Regions from separate parts of the Mus musculus genome. Here region 1 is linked to region 2. Evidence: chromatin contacts called from public HiCAR-type data. All regions are on one chromosome and are shown on one strand. Each heading gives the region's core, a stretch centred on a gene start, on an enhancer-like site or on the middle of the called end of the contact. The rest is flanking DNA. Distances are from core to core; before and after follow the strand shown.

Region 1 (7,011 bases), core at 1,980-4,479, 490 kb before region 2:
TTTTGTTGTCGAATTGCTCTGGCTAATACTTCAAGTACTATGTTGAAAAGGTAGGGAGAAAGTGGGCAGCCTTGTCTAGTCCCTGATTTTAGTGGGATTGCTTCCAGCTTCTCTCCATTTACTTTGATGTTGGCTACTGGTTTGCTGTAGATTGCTTTTATCATGTTTAGGTATTGGCCTTGAATTCCTGATCTTTCCAGAACTTTTATCATGAATGGGTGTTGGATCTTGTCAAATGCTTTTTCTGCATCTAACGAGATGATCATGTGGTTTTTGTCTTTGAGTTTGTTTATATAATGGATTACATTGATGGATTTTCGTATATTAAACCATCCCTGCATCCCTGGAATAAAACCTACTTGGTCAGGATGGATGATTGCTTTAATGTGTTCTTGGATTCGGTTAGCGAGAATTTTATTAAGAATTTTTGCATCGATGTTCATAAGAGAAATTGGTCTGAAGTTCTCTATCTTTGTTGGATCTTTCTGTGGTTTAGGTATCAGAGTAATAGTGGCTTCATAAAATGAGTTGGGTAGAGTACCTTCTACTTCTATCTTGTGAAAAAGTTTGTGCAGAACTGGAGTTAGATCTTCTTTGAAGGTCTGATAGAACTCTGCACTAAACCCATCTGGTCCTGGGCTTTTTTTGGCTGGGAGACTATTAATAACTGCTTCTATTTCTTTAGGGGATATGGGACTGTTTAGAAGGTCAACTTGATCCTGATTCAACTTTGGTACCTGGTATCTGTCCAGAAATTTGTCCATTTCGTCCAGGTTTTCCAGTTTTGTTGAGTATAGCCTTTTGTAGAAGGATCTGATGGTGTTTTGGATTTCTTCAGGATCTGTTGTTATGTCTCCCTTTTCATTTCTGATTTTGTTAATTAGGATTTTGTCCCTGTGCCCTTTAGTGAGTCTAGCTAAGGGTTTATCTATCTTGTTGATTTTCTCAAAGAACCAACTCCTCGTTTGGTTAATTCTTTGAATAGTTCTTCTTGTTTCCACTTGGTTGATTTCACCCCTGAGTTTGATTATTTCCTGCCGTCTACTCCTCTTGGGTGAATTTGCTTCCTTTTTTTCTAGAGCTTTTAGATGTGTTGTCAAGCTGCTAGTATGTGCTCTCTCCCGTTTTTTCTTGAAGGCACTCATAGCTATGAGTTTCCCTCTTAGAAATGCTTTCATTGTGTCCCAAAGGTTTGGGTACGTTGTGGCTTCATTTTCATTAAACTCTAAAAAGTCTTTAATTTCTTTCTTTATTCCTTCCTTGACCAAGGTATCATTGAGAAGAGTGTTGTTCAGTTTCCATGTGAATGTTGGCTTTCTGTTATTTATTTTGTTATTGAAGATCAGCCTTAGTGCATGGTGATCTGATAGGATACATGGGACAATTTCAATATTTTTGAATCTGTTGAGGCCTGATTTGTGACCTATTATGTGGTCAATTTTGGAGAAGGTACCATGAGGTGCTGAGAAGAAGGTATATCCTTTTGTTTTAGGATAAAATGTTCTGTAGATATCTGTCAGATCCATTTGTTTCATCACTTCTGTTAGTTTCAGTGTGTCCCAGAAATGAAGTTTAAGAAGGTCTGCTGACACACTGATTCTTCTCTGTGCATTCTTTACGGAATGAACTCTTGAAGTTGTTCTACAAAAACCTTAAGCATCATTAGCAAAAGCCAACTTAAGTGTACGAGGTGTGATCCCAGAACGCACCGCCACTAGGGTGCAGCAAAGGTTCTTCCTTAGGGCATGAGCTAGTTAGGACTTCAAAGTTCAAGGTGAGCCAACTCTGCCTTCTGTGACTCACTCTCTTGCTACGTCCCCAGGAGGGGCATCTGCTCCTAGCTTGCTCTTCATATGCAGAAATAGAGTGTAGATGAAGCTCCAGGAAACAGTCCTGGGACTGTAGGGCTGATCCGGTCCTTCCTGGCGCTAAGGTTTGTGCTTGGATAAATAGGAACAGAGAGCTAATGGTGATGAGACACCAGCTCAGAGCTTTCAGCTGTAAAAAAATACCTATTGGCATCTTAAATCTTAGTATGCAACATTGATTTTATAGCTATGTTTTAATTTTGAGATTTTTTTTTTTGGAGAGGTTGGGAAGAGGCGTAATAAAACACACTAATTTTAAGTTGCATCTAATTTTAGAAAATTAAAATACAAAAACATGTTTCAGAAATTTAATAAAATAGTGTATACAAGTAATTCAAAAAGCCATGCTCTCTCTCTCTCTCTCTTTCTCTCTCTGTGTGTGTCTGTCAGTCTTTTAGAGAATGCAGTTCTTGGACGAGAGTCTACATGCTTATGCCTTTGATCTTGTGTCTTCCTAACTATTCCTCTTCTTTGCCCACTTTGAAATGCACTCAGCTTCTAATGCATTTCCTTAAGGCCAGACAATGCTCAGTTGAAATGTCAGAGAAAAGTTTACCAGATAGTTTCTAACACATTAGCAAAGCTAGAAGAGCATCCAGAGTTTTCCTTTCTTTTTCAAATGATTTAGAATCTTTTCTTTTTAATTAAAAAGAGGGTCAAGTTCAATTTTAGGTGAAATAGTAATGGTGATGAGGAGAAGGGGCCTTGGACCATCTCTCAGTAATACAGTGGGGTGGATGTATACGCCACTCTCACAATGAGTCAGCTCTTTCTTGCCCTGTATATTTCCATGTGCCAATGATGACCAGGCAGTTTTCAATCGGGGGAGTATGACTGTTGTGACCAGCATTTTTGAAAGGCTGAGAAATGGTGGGCTAATATTAAAATGAAGGAAATGGATTAGATCTAAAAGGTTTATTCATTCAACAAGCATTTTAGGACATCTACTATGTATCTTACATTAAATTACTTCTGAGAACATTAAGATAAGAGGGAGATAGAGTTCGGGCAGAAACAAAGCAGAGCGAGTAAGAAAACCCTTTCCCAAAATATCTGTTAGGACAGAGTCAACATTATGCAAAGTGGATGTCAGTTGCTTGTCAAAAAGAGTTTTTCTTCTGTCTTCCTTATACAGACACACCGTGGTGAGACACCTTTTTGTTTTTTTTAAACAAATGTTGCATTATTGGTTCACTTGATAACTATGAAATGATTACTCAGAAAACCATGGAAATCAATAAAACTGGGTTTATGAAATCAATAAAACTGGGTTTGTGGGGCAAGCAACACCAAACAGTGCCAAGTGGTGGTCACTGTGTAGTACCTGGTGTTTGTGTAGTTCTGCCTCACTGGAACACTGTCCATTAGTGTAAACAGTAATGCAGAAGTGATGAGGTGGCCCAGGGTCTCATTTACTCTGCCCCTCTCTTGGATCAGTAGCTCAGGAAGTGCCAGGTACAACTCTGTGAACAGAACTACAGGTTGGTCCCAGTGATCGTAAACTGGTTTCCAGCCAACAACCATGAAGGCAAGCTTGGAAACAGATTTCATTCTTATTCCATTCATCAGGTGAGGGCATCATAGATATTTTTCTATTTGTGATCTCTTTTTGCCTGAAAAATTCTTATGTAATTTTGGGTTAATAGTTATATAAAATAGCTGCACATGTCAACATTTACTATGATCAGTCAATTAAAACAGTTCTTTGGTATATGAGTAATTTGTTGAAGGTAAAAGAAAGTTTACTAATCAGAAGAATTCATTTGTTCTTATGTAAAAAGTTAAACCTTGGCTGAATATTTGATATAGCAGAATATGTAAAGAACAAAGCAAAAAAGAAAATCCTTTCCAAAAATATTTATAAGCTAAAGACAAGTCCAACATTATACAAAATGAAAGCATCTTAAATGTCTTTCAGAGTTGATCAGTAGTTTGGTTTTATAGTTGCTATGACTGAGAATTTTATTTTACATAAAAGCATAGCACAAAATGTCAGAAGTCTGTTTCAGGTCATTTGAGGAAATGAAATTCTGCTCTAATCCCTAGCTGAAATTAACAAAACTTTAAACAAGATTCATAGCAGTTTTAGAAAAGGCACCATTCTACTATAGCATAATCTGAAGATGGACGAATTTGATTGGAGGACCGATAGCAGGAAGCTATAATTCCCATAGTTACGCCATCATGTTTCCACGAGAGGAGAAAACTGCGTGTGTACCGTAGCCACTGTACCTAAGACCGTCCGATAGTCCTGACTCTGAGCCCATGTGCTCCATCTGTTAGCACTGCATGGCATGACAGCATGCACAGTGCAAGGCACACACACGTTAGGACTTCAGGATCGAGGCTGGGGTGAGGTTGTATGGTACAACGCAGGACAGCAACACCAGAAATGCCTTACACCCATTACATATTTGATCCTGAGCTAATTTTTGGTGTTGCATGCCCAGAAACCGTTTACTACTGCCAAAGTTTCCATGCCCCTAAATAGGAGGTTATACAACTCGTACTGGGCTTTGAGCCATGGTCTAATAAGCTGTCTTTTAGGTGAGCTCAGTCTCTGCTGACAGTTCTCACTACAACCTCAGGAAGTCCCTTCAGCCAGGTCCTTAGGTAAGCTTCTCCTGGGCTTGGGACTCATAAAAACTGTGAGGTAATAAACATTAGTTGTTCGAGCTTCTACATTTGGAAGAACTTTGTTACACAGCTGGTTCGGGTTTGAAATGATGTCACAGTGGGAACATATAGATGTGGTAGAGTATTCTTACAATTAGGCATTCTTACAATTACAGTTATGCATGACTTATTCACAAACAACACGACTGACTCTGATCTAAACATTTTTTTTTTTAATTCACAACACGTGTTGAACGTAAGTCTAACTTGGTAATGGGGCAGAGGCAGAGACCACTTATTTTCTGTTCTTAATTACAAGCCTATTTCCCATTTTTTTTTCTAATTTTAAAAAATCTTCCTATTTTTAAAAATAATATTGATGAACTTAATACTAACTAGGGGCATAATGTCTTAACTTTATTTAATTACACAAGTAAAAGCTTTCTGGCAATGAATTATACAGGCAATAACCTAGTAAAAGATAATGTTTTCAGAATACTCCAGTTTTTATTTATCTTTCCCCTTGTATGTGTGTAATTATGTCTGAGTAATTCATGGATAAGCATAAGAAGCATTACGCATACTTCACACAGCTATTTTGTCTTTTCAGCACTGATAGAAAAAAATGCTGCATATTACAGCCACTATCTCTTTTAAAAATTGAAACAGCATCTTTCTATGTAGCCTGAGTAAACCTTGACCCACAATCCTTCTGCCCAGTTCTCTGAGTACGGGAATTCCACCACACCCAGCTAAGTGATGTCTGTGATCAGGTATAGAAATCCAGTTTTGTGTGGTATCTTTCTAGAAGGATCTACAAGGAGTCATTGGGGCTCTACCCATGGTTTACCGCAGAGACTATTTAGTGGTGCCAACCCTGGGAAACAATAAAATGTGTAGAAACCTGTAGAGGCAACTCTTATGAAGTTGAAAGGATGGCTTAACCTGGGGTCTAAAGTGTAATACTGATTTTTGCAGGTTGCTCGTGAAGCTTGATGTGGTGTGTGTTTGTGTGACAGGGAGGTGGGGAGAAAGAAATTTGGCAGACCATTACTGATCCCTAACACGTTATCGCTAACCCTCAATGATGCTTTAATATTTACCCACACACTCAGGTCAAACTCCTTGAAATTTCCCTTACCTTCTTTCTCTCAAAACTTAATATCACACACTTAGTATGTCAACAAATCCTGCTAGTAAAAAATTAAAATAACAAAATAAAAAGTAATAAAAATAAAATTTAAAATGTGCATAGAATCCGCCTACTTTATTCCCACTAGCCAGGCCTGAATCCTTCTCTTGGGTGTTCATTCCTGCTCAATTGGACCCTCTCGTTCTCTTCCTGCCTCCTGCGGTCTACAGAGCAGCCAGGACGTGATCCTTCAAAAAGTGCATCTACTCAAATACACCTCTACTCTGAGTTCCAAAGGGAACCGAAGGTGGATCCCCTGCAAGGGCAGCCAGTGCTTTTCACGATGGGGCCGTCTCTCCAGTCCCAGTATTTCTATTTCTAATGGCTATCTATGCACACGGTGGGGTAGGGTGTGCTCTGCAGTTCGTGTAAAGTGCTCGGTGATCAGGGGAGGGGAGTGAGCATGTCTATCAACACAGAGATTGATTATTTCTTTGTGTGGGGAACACTGACAGTCCTTTCTAAGATCAGTCTTGGACTACTCAACTCATGGTCAACGGTAGTTATTTTGCTGTCCTGGAACTGTGGGCTCTTTTGCTCTTACTTAACAGTCTACACTTCTGTTGGACTAGAGTTTCTGATCCAGTCAAGAATCCTCTCAGCTAAATAGAGTGATGCTCGACACGCAGAGCTAGGTTGCTGAGTGCTAGTGGTGGTGGTGGGGAGACAGACCAGTTATGGGGAAAGTTCTCCCATACATAAACAGTCTTCAGCCATCTTTGTTTCTGCCTGAGGTTATCAGTGAGAGACCTGCCATTGGCCTTTCACCTGTCACTTTACAATCAGCTATAGCTTTTACAATCATAATATCTTTTGAAGAAGGAAAAAAGATTAGAGTTAAGCTCATATATGAGTTTAAATGGGAAATTTGTGCTGGTGATAGACCCAAGGTAGGACACATCTCTAGGTGCCACTCTTCCTGTGGTAGCTCTTGCTCTTCTCTGGGTCAATCAATGGAGAATTCTCAGGGGCCAACAGGCAACACCTACTGAACTTGTTCCTGCTGTGGGGCCTTGCATATGTCTTTTCTGTCGGGGTTTGGTCTTCCTGGATCTGACCGAAGACAGAGGGATCAGAAAGTATGTGTTAGGCAGTGAATGTGATGGGCAGTGTGCTGTGTGAGTTTGCTGGAGCACAAGGTATCTTTTTATAGGCACATGAAGGGATGCTCCTGACAGGTGCCCTGTTCTGTGGAAACCAGGGAAACACGCACCCGGGAGAAGTGACTCCTTTGCATCATCGCCTTCCAGAACTCATGAGGAGCGAGCGTGGCTACTCTATGGGGGTATTGACCATAATCACTGTGGGACCAGGAAGTGGAAAATTTGGCAAATG
Region 2 (7,066 bases), core at 2,173-4,672:
CAACCATCAACATTGCTTGCTCTTCAGGAAATCAGTATCTGTTTTTTTTCCAACTTGTAAATGCTCATCTTATTTTTTCCAATTAAAAATAAAAAACTAGCTTGTCTACTTATCACCTACTACAAAGCTGAAGATTTTATGAACCAAAGTACAACCACTACAGTAGCGTGCGTCCCTTCTGATAGGAAACTAAGCTACCTTCTCAGTTGTTGGTGTTCTCGGTCTCCCATCTCCCGTCTCCCAGTGTGGTACTTAGCAGACCCTGCTCTGTCTATGCTCTGTTCTGTTTACTTGCAGCAGCACATTGTTAGAAGCAACAGATACCATTGTGGGAGTTAAAATAATAAGCTATATAAACTCATAAACGGATAAAGCAGCCCATAGGCACAGTCCACTGTGTCTGCTGGCTACTCCTGATACAGTAGGCATTGTTGTAGTTGTTCACCTAAAGATAGTACTGCTCTGCAGATAGAATGAGGAGTGGATGCGTGGATGCCTAACTGATAAAAAAATGAAAATAATAGCTTACATATAAAGGAATGGGTTTGTTGATGATTTTGTTATACTGGTAGTTCCTTTTAGGTTCCTATTTTATATACAAACAGTATGTGACCAGCATACTGAGCATTGTTGCTAGGGTAGTATTGACCTAGGCACAAATTATGAGTCTCATTTTCAATGTATAGGAAACTTCATTTTACACACACACACACACACACACACACACACACACACATAGGAAACTTCATTTTACACACACACACACACACACACACACACACACACACACACGCGCGCGCCTTATTTTGTGGAAACATAATCTCATTCTTTAGCTGAGGCTGTACTCAAACTTACTGTGGCCTCAAACTCACAGCTGGTCCTCCTGCCTCAGCCTCCCAGTGTTGAAATTCCAGATTTGAGCTGTCATACCCGACCAAAGTTAATATATTAATATTAACTACATTAGGTAGCATTTTAACCAATAGTTATTTAAAATAATGCTATTTAAAATACTTCATTGCATGCCAAACAACAATTTATAAGTTTAGAACAATAAGATTCAGGACTTCAGCTCAGCAAACTCAAATGATACAATCTTAAAAACTGGGCAAAAGATTATTGAACATCAAAACACGGGCAAACCTAACAAATTAATAATTATACAAGTAAGGAATTATGGGAAGTTTCTTAACTGTTGTATTTTATTTTTATTTATGTGCACATATGAACATGTATGTTCAGGTGCCCACAGAAGCCAGAAGAGGATGTTGGATCCACCAGATCTGCAGCTACAGGCAGCTGTGAACTGCCTGATGCGGGTGTGGAATCTAAACCCTCTGCAATAAGAGCAAGGTCTCTAAGCCTCTGAAGCAGCTCTCTAGTCCCTTAGCGTTGAATTGAATACACATTAACAATCCTAAATGAAGGGAAACATTATATTGACAGCACTCAGCTTTGGGAGAAATGGGGTATTCAGTTGCTAGCATTTTCCTTTTTTATAATATGCAACATCTTGGAATACTAAAAGCAGCTTAAAATCATTTGAAATATTCACAATCACCCCTTTTAGAGTCCAAAGTTTAGCTTGCATACCAAAAACTTATATATTTTTGTATGTAAAATGCATTGGCTTTCGAAAGCTGAGCAGACTTGGGTTTAGATTCCCATCCTGCCACAGCAGCTGAATGGCTTGGAACCAGCTAAGTCCTTTGTGCTTTATTTCTCCTCCTGAAATGGAAAGAGCACACAGTAAATCCTATTGTTTGTGCAGTTTACATTTTTGAATTTGCTCTACATGCTAAAATTTTGTAAATCCCCAAGTCAGTACTTAAAAGCCTTTGTAGACATGTGGGGTACCTTAGGGCTTGGGTGCAAAAGCGCATTGTCCCAGCTGATAGCCAGCGTGTGAGTCCTGCCTTCTCCATTCAGCTGGACTTCGGACGCAGCAGAGCGTGCAGAGCTTGCTTCTCACATGTGACTCTGTTGTTGAGGCCACACTTAAAGTAGCCCCCTAGCGGTTGGAAGGGGAACCTTACTCAGGCCCAAAGTTTAATGTAGCTCCAATGCTAATGAATGCTACTGTGCAAGAACTATGGTGATTTTTAAACACCCAGAACAGGAAGTCTTCATCAGTTTACAAAAATGTCCAGGAGCACAGCAGAGCATTTCCAGTCACCGTATTCAGTGTTTGCAGCTTCTTTCTAGACCAGGACTGCTGCAGGTAAGGAGTGTCTACCAAACCACTACTGTACACACAATAAAACATGCATAGTAGCCGCAGTCCCTAAGATTGTCAGGGCTTTCCTTGGAGCAGTGGCAGTATCGTTGGGCATTAGAACTAGAGAAACAGCACTCCAGGATTGGCGGAGCAGCTATCAGTCTAATGATCTGAGTTTGGTCCCTGGGCCCCTGTGGTAGGAGAGAAGCAGCTCCTGCGAGCGAGTTGTCTCTGACTTCACATGCGTGTGCATTCACGCCCACACCCACACCCACAAAGTAAGTAAGAACGACTAAAACAGTTAAAAATGCTATCTAAAAGGAAAACAGTGCAGTGCATTGTACTTGGAAGTGTTTTGTCTTTTTCCCCTGTAATTTCATCAGAAACCATTAGTACATAGTTTATATCCGTAAGAAATACATTCCTTTTAAAGTTCTTTGGTTAGGCCCCGTGCTCATTAGTATTTTATTATTTAAATAGTGGGAAATTAATGTTTTCAGAGTGTTAGACAATGTTTATGCATTTGGATTATAACAGTGCACCCTGCTCCTGGGATGAATTATTAGATTACACAACATCCATAGATTTCATAAAATAATGTTAGTGAGATGGCTTTTCACTAATGAAAACGAATGAGAGAGATGTTTTGAGAAAGATTTACAGGTGTTAGGAGTAAAACAGTACGCTTCTCTTCGTCAATTCATCTGTACCCAAGGAAATAACAATAAACACTTCAGCTTTTTTATATTTCCTTAATGATATTCTAGTTTTCTTCTCAATATTTAATATTTTATTGGATGAAAGAATTAAAACTCTAGCTGTGCATAATTTCCTGCCATACTACAAATTTTGCATCTTACTTCTCTACCATAGCAAAACCACTAATACTTCTAGAATGTATCAGCAGCAATTTTTTAAAAATGAAGGTAAATTGGTCTAGAATTGTGTTTTAGAAATAAGTATGCATTCAAATATTTTTACTAAAAAAGTCCAATTACTTTTGCTTTTAGTATATCTAAACTAAATGTGAAATGTAATGGAAATGTTTTTTCTTAAATTACCTCTGTCAACCAGATATAACCTGTTCTTCTGAAGGTTTGCAATTAGACTGGCCAAGAGGGAAAGGTGAGTGTCAAGGGCATGGCTGTGCTTGTGTCTGACTGCACCCTTGACCTGAGCCCCACCATTGTCTTTCTAATAGAAATGCAAGTCCTCCTGGGCTCTAAAAACTGCTGAGTAGGAGGAGACCTGCCCTCTCTCCTGTGAGTGCCTCGGCTGGAGCTTATCCATCCATCCATAGGACTGCCATCCTTCATGCCTTGGACATGAGGAAGATTTCACATGGGCCTTTGAAGTGGCTTTATAATGGAGTGTTTATTGACAGAGGAAGAGAGAGCTGTGGCGTTAGATTCACTTTAGTTGAGCACTCCGTTAAAGCCTTCCAAATTTAATGAAAATTGAAGATTAGTTTTTGCAACCAAAACTTAAAAACGTGTTCTCTACAGAGCCATGAGTAATTCATTTTGTAAATAGTAGGTGTTTACAGTACAGCTGCAGATGCCCTGTGGAGGAAGGCTGTGAGCAGTGGGCAACGCCTGCTTTCTTTACTTATCAATGAGCTTGCCATACCAGAGCTCAAACCATGTTTGTTTTCTGTTAAGGATGTCAGGATCTTCAGTTTCTGTCCCTTCCTCCATGTGTTCAGGTTAACTCATGGATGTTTTATCATCTTTCTAGTTTGGGGTAATAGAAAAGAAGCCTTAATGATGGGTGCCTCGAAGTCTAGGCCATGCCAAAGTGGGCTGTCACTCACTCTTGGAAAGTACGGATTGTCTTACATGTCACCTCTGTCCTGTCAATACGGCTTTCCTCTTCTCATGCTCACAAGATTCTGTTTGTTTTAATCACAACATGGGACAGTTGTGGTGCTGATGGCAGATTGATACTTGGTTCTGGGCCAGTTCTGCTCAGAAGTGAGCCTCTTATGGCCCTCTGCAGAGTTGCAGACTGAGGTGTTGTCCTTCAGTGGCATCTAATCACTGGCAGTGCCCCTATTAGAATGTTCATATATTTCTAGCATATCTTTCTAATTCTCAGTATATGTTGGTATAGATAAAGTTTTCTTCTGGATAAACATTATTCAGTGGTTTTTTGTTTGGTGTTTGTTTTTAAATTGTTCATACTTTTTCTGTTGTTTTCTCAGTGGTAAAACTCACATCTTTGAGTGAAGTAATCTCTAAGGTAAATAGAAAATGGTCTGGATAGTTTGTTTTTATAGTGAAAATAGTATATTATAAGATCCATTTTGCAATTTTTTTTCAGTTTTGTGATAGACCCTTTATTTTCAAGTTTATTTATAATGCCTTTACTCAAAATATAATTATATCGGTTTTCCTCTTCCTTTTCTTCCTTTAGCCCCTCTTAGGCACCCTCCTCCAAACCCCTTCAATGTCTCCCACTCTCAATTGATAATCTCATTTGCTTTTATATTTGTTGAATACACAGATAAATATCTGTATGCACAAGGAGATATAAATAGAACCTGCCAAGTCGGTTTTTGTTGTTTGTGTATGTGTGGTTTCAAGGCTGATCAACCCATTAGGAAGCTCATGCCCTGGAGATGCTGATTCTCCTCCCAGTAGGCTATAGTTGCCTGTAATTCTTTGTTTAGGGTGAGACCTCACAACTTTTCCTCTTCCACATTCACATGTTCATTGTAGTACTATGGCTCCTGCCCGCTGTCTATAAGAGACAACATACTTCCTGGGATCCTGGGTCTTAGAGTCCTCTACCCCTTCTGTGATTTCCCTGACTCATAAGATGCAGAAGCTGTGATGTAGATGTTGCCATGGGCTCACCACAATATCTTGATCTCTGTATCATCACCTGCTGTGAATTTTTGTGACGGTCCTGTCCTCATTTGCTGTAAAGAGAAGCCTTGTTGAGCTTATCTGTGGGTGTAAGGATCATATTTGGAATATGGTAAGGAATCACTCTGGCTGAGCAGAGCCGGGGTAGAAGATTCATTATTAAGTTCAGGCCCATGACCTCACTAGCCCCAGAAAGCTGGCTAGGTTTCCTCTGGGTACAGTTTCCCTCCTGATGAATGGGCCTTAAGTCCAACTGCACAGCTGTTGATTGACATCTTTATGCATATGTTGCCATGCTAGTAGTTGTCAGGCTCATATGTGTTGTAGCTGGGTAGTTTAATTGCCTACATCTTTTGGCAACTTGCATAGTATTTTCTGGAACCATGAAACTTTTTTGAAGGAAAGACACTTTCAGGTCAAATTCAGCTTGGCTATTGATATATTGCTTTGAAAGTCACTTGGACTACCCTGATATTCCTCAGAAGGAGTCTGGTGTCTAGCACTAGGGGTTTGGTTAGTCTGTGGTTTTTCAGGTGGAGTATTACCAGCCCAACTGGCTTAACCTCCTTATGTATGCACGTACAAAAGTATATATGTACACACACACATGTATGCATTTTATATATATATAATTTTAGGTAAATATAAAATAATATTCCTTGAGGCTTTATCAAGCAGTCTTGGCATTATTTGTCCCCCACCTCTACTCCTCCATCTGCATTGACCACTCTCCCTCCTCCTCGTGGGAACTCCTCCCTGTTACTGCAATTCCCACTACATTGCACTTATATCCTGTTCTCTACCAAGGCTCCCCCACCCCATCTAAGGTCTATACATTCCTGATGTCTGTGGTTACGTCATGTTGTGTATGCAATCTGAGGTGCTGAGGCTAGAAACTGTTGACAGGAGAGGATCTGTGGCATTTGTCTATGGATCTAGGTTACCTCGTTTATGCATAAAAACAATGGCTGGTATGGTGAGATGGGTGGTGTTCCTAATTCTTTTTTTCTTTCATAGGCAACAAAGCTAACCTTATGAGTTTATGAAGTTTTACTAAAGCAATAAGTCATTTGACTTCGTATCTCAAACTTAGTTGTATGCATTAAACCTAGCAGTATCTCTCTCTCTCTCTCTCTCTCACACACACACACACACACACACCCCACCACCACCACCTCTACCTCCTCCTCCTCCTCCTCCTCCTCTTCCTTCTCCTCTTTCTCTCCCTTCTCCTCCTCCACAGGTAAGATGTTGCTGCTTAGGTCCTATTCTCCTCTGTTATTAGTATTGGGCGTATTATTTCTAGAATACAGCCAGGCATTGATGGGTGACTGCTGATGTCCCTGCTTAGGGATTTCCTATTCACTAGACAGCAATAGCTCATTCCTTTTCAGCTTAAACTATAAACACTCTGGTGCAGTCCATCAGAAGGATTCTTTCTCCAGGGAATATCAAGCCAACTCCTCTACAGGAGTGCTGTCAGTTCCCAGGCAGCTCGTGGGCTCTGCTCAGTATTTATTTTCACAGGTCCTGCTAAGGTCCTGTTGTGTGGTTGGCTGAGGGTGGTGCTGTAGACAAAAGCACTCTCATTGGATCACTGGACTTTTTTTTTTATACTCTCTATAGAGGTTTAACTAAAAGTCAGTGATGATTCACTAAGACCATTTACAGGCAACAAATGTCCACATGTTCACAGGATCACACAACACATAATGGCATTATGGTCAATGCTGGACTAGAAACATACATTTGTAGAGTAGGTCAATTTAGTGACATCATAGGAATTTTAATTTAAAGTGTACTCAGCGATGTTTATAAACAAAGAAATCGCCTAATTATCTACACTGTTTCTCAAATTATATCTTGATATCTGAGTGCCACATGACACGTGTGTGTGTGTGTGTGTGTGTGTGTGTGTGTGTGTGTATGTGTGTATGCACATGTGTCTTTGTACATATGGGCATGTGGGATCACTGGA

What was found. HiCAR-type assays count read pairs that join an accessible place to other places.
Region 1: a contact with region 2 is called in a HiCAR-type map of embryonic stem cells, with 9 times the contacts expected there. The contact joins two enhancer-like sites. A contact is called at or near these places in 1 of 15 datasets of contacts at CTCF or cohesin (the NIH/3T3 cell line), 6 of 484 Hi-C or Micro-C datasets (the G1E-ER4 cell line, cortical neurons, embryonic stem cells and 2 more), 3 of 115 datasets of contacts at active chromatin or transcription factors (all in embryonic stem cells) and 1 of 9 other capture datasets (embryonic stem cells).

The regions. Positions count from the first base shown.
Region 1 is chr1:71,526,604-71,533,614 of GRCm38.p6, reverse strand. No RefSeq gene overlaps it. Among named protein-coding and RNA genes, the nearest start is that of Atic, 27 kb to the left of the region's middle. Within about 2 kb of position 3,229, at least 13 of the 459 cell types and tissues checked have an H3K27ac peak or open chromatin away from gene starts, as enhancers often do. A contact at or near this core is called in embryonic stem cells, where this site is marked.
Region 2 is chr1:71,032,112-71,039,177 of GRCm38.p6, reverse strand. The region is part of intron 9 of Bard1 (BRCA1 associated RING domain 1); the gene reads left to right. Among named protein-coding and RNA genes, the nearest start is that of Bard1, 67 kb to the left of the region's middle. Within about 2 kb of position 3,422, at least 6 of the 459 cell types and tissues checked have an H3K27ac peak or open chromatin away from gene starts, as enhancers often do. A contact at or near this core is called in embryonic stem cells, where this site is marked.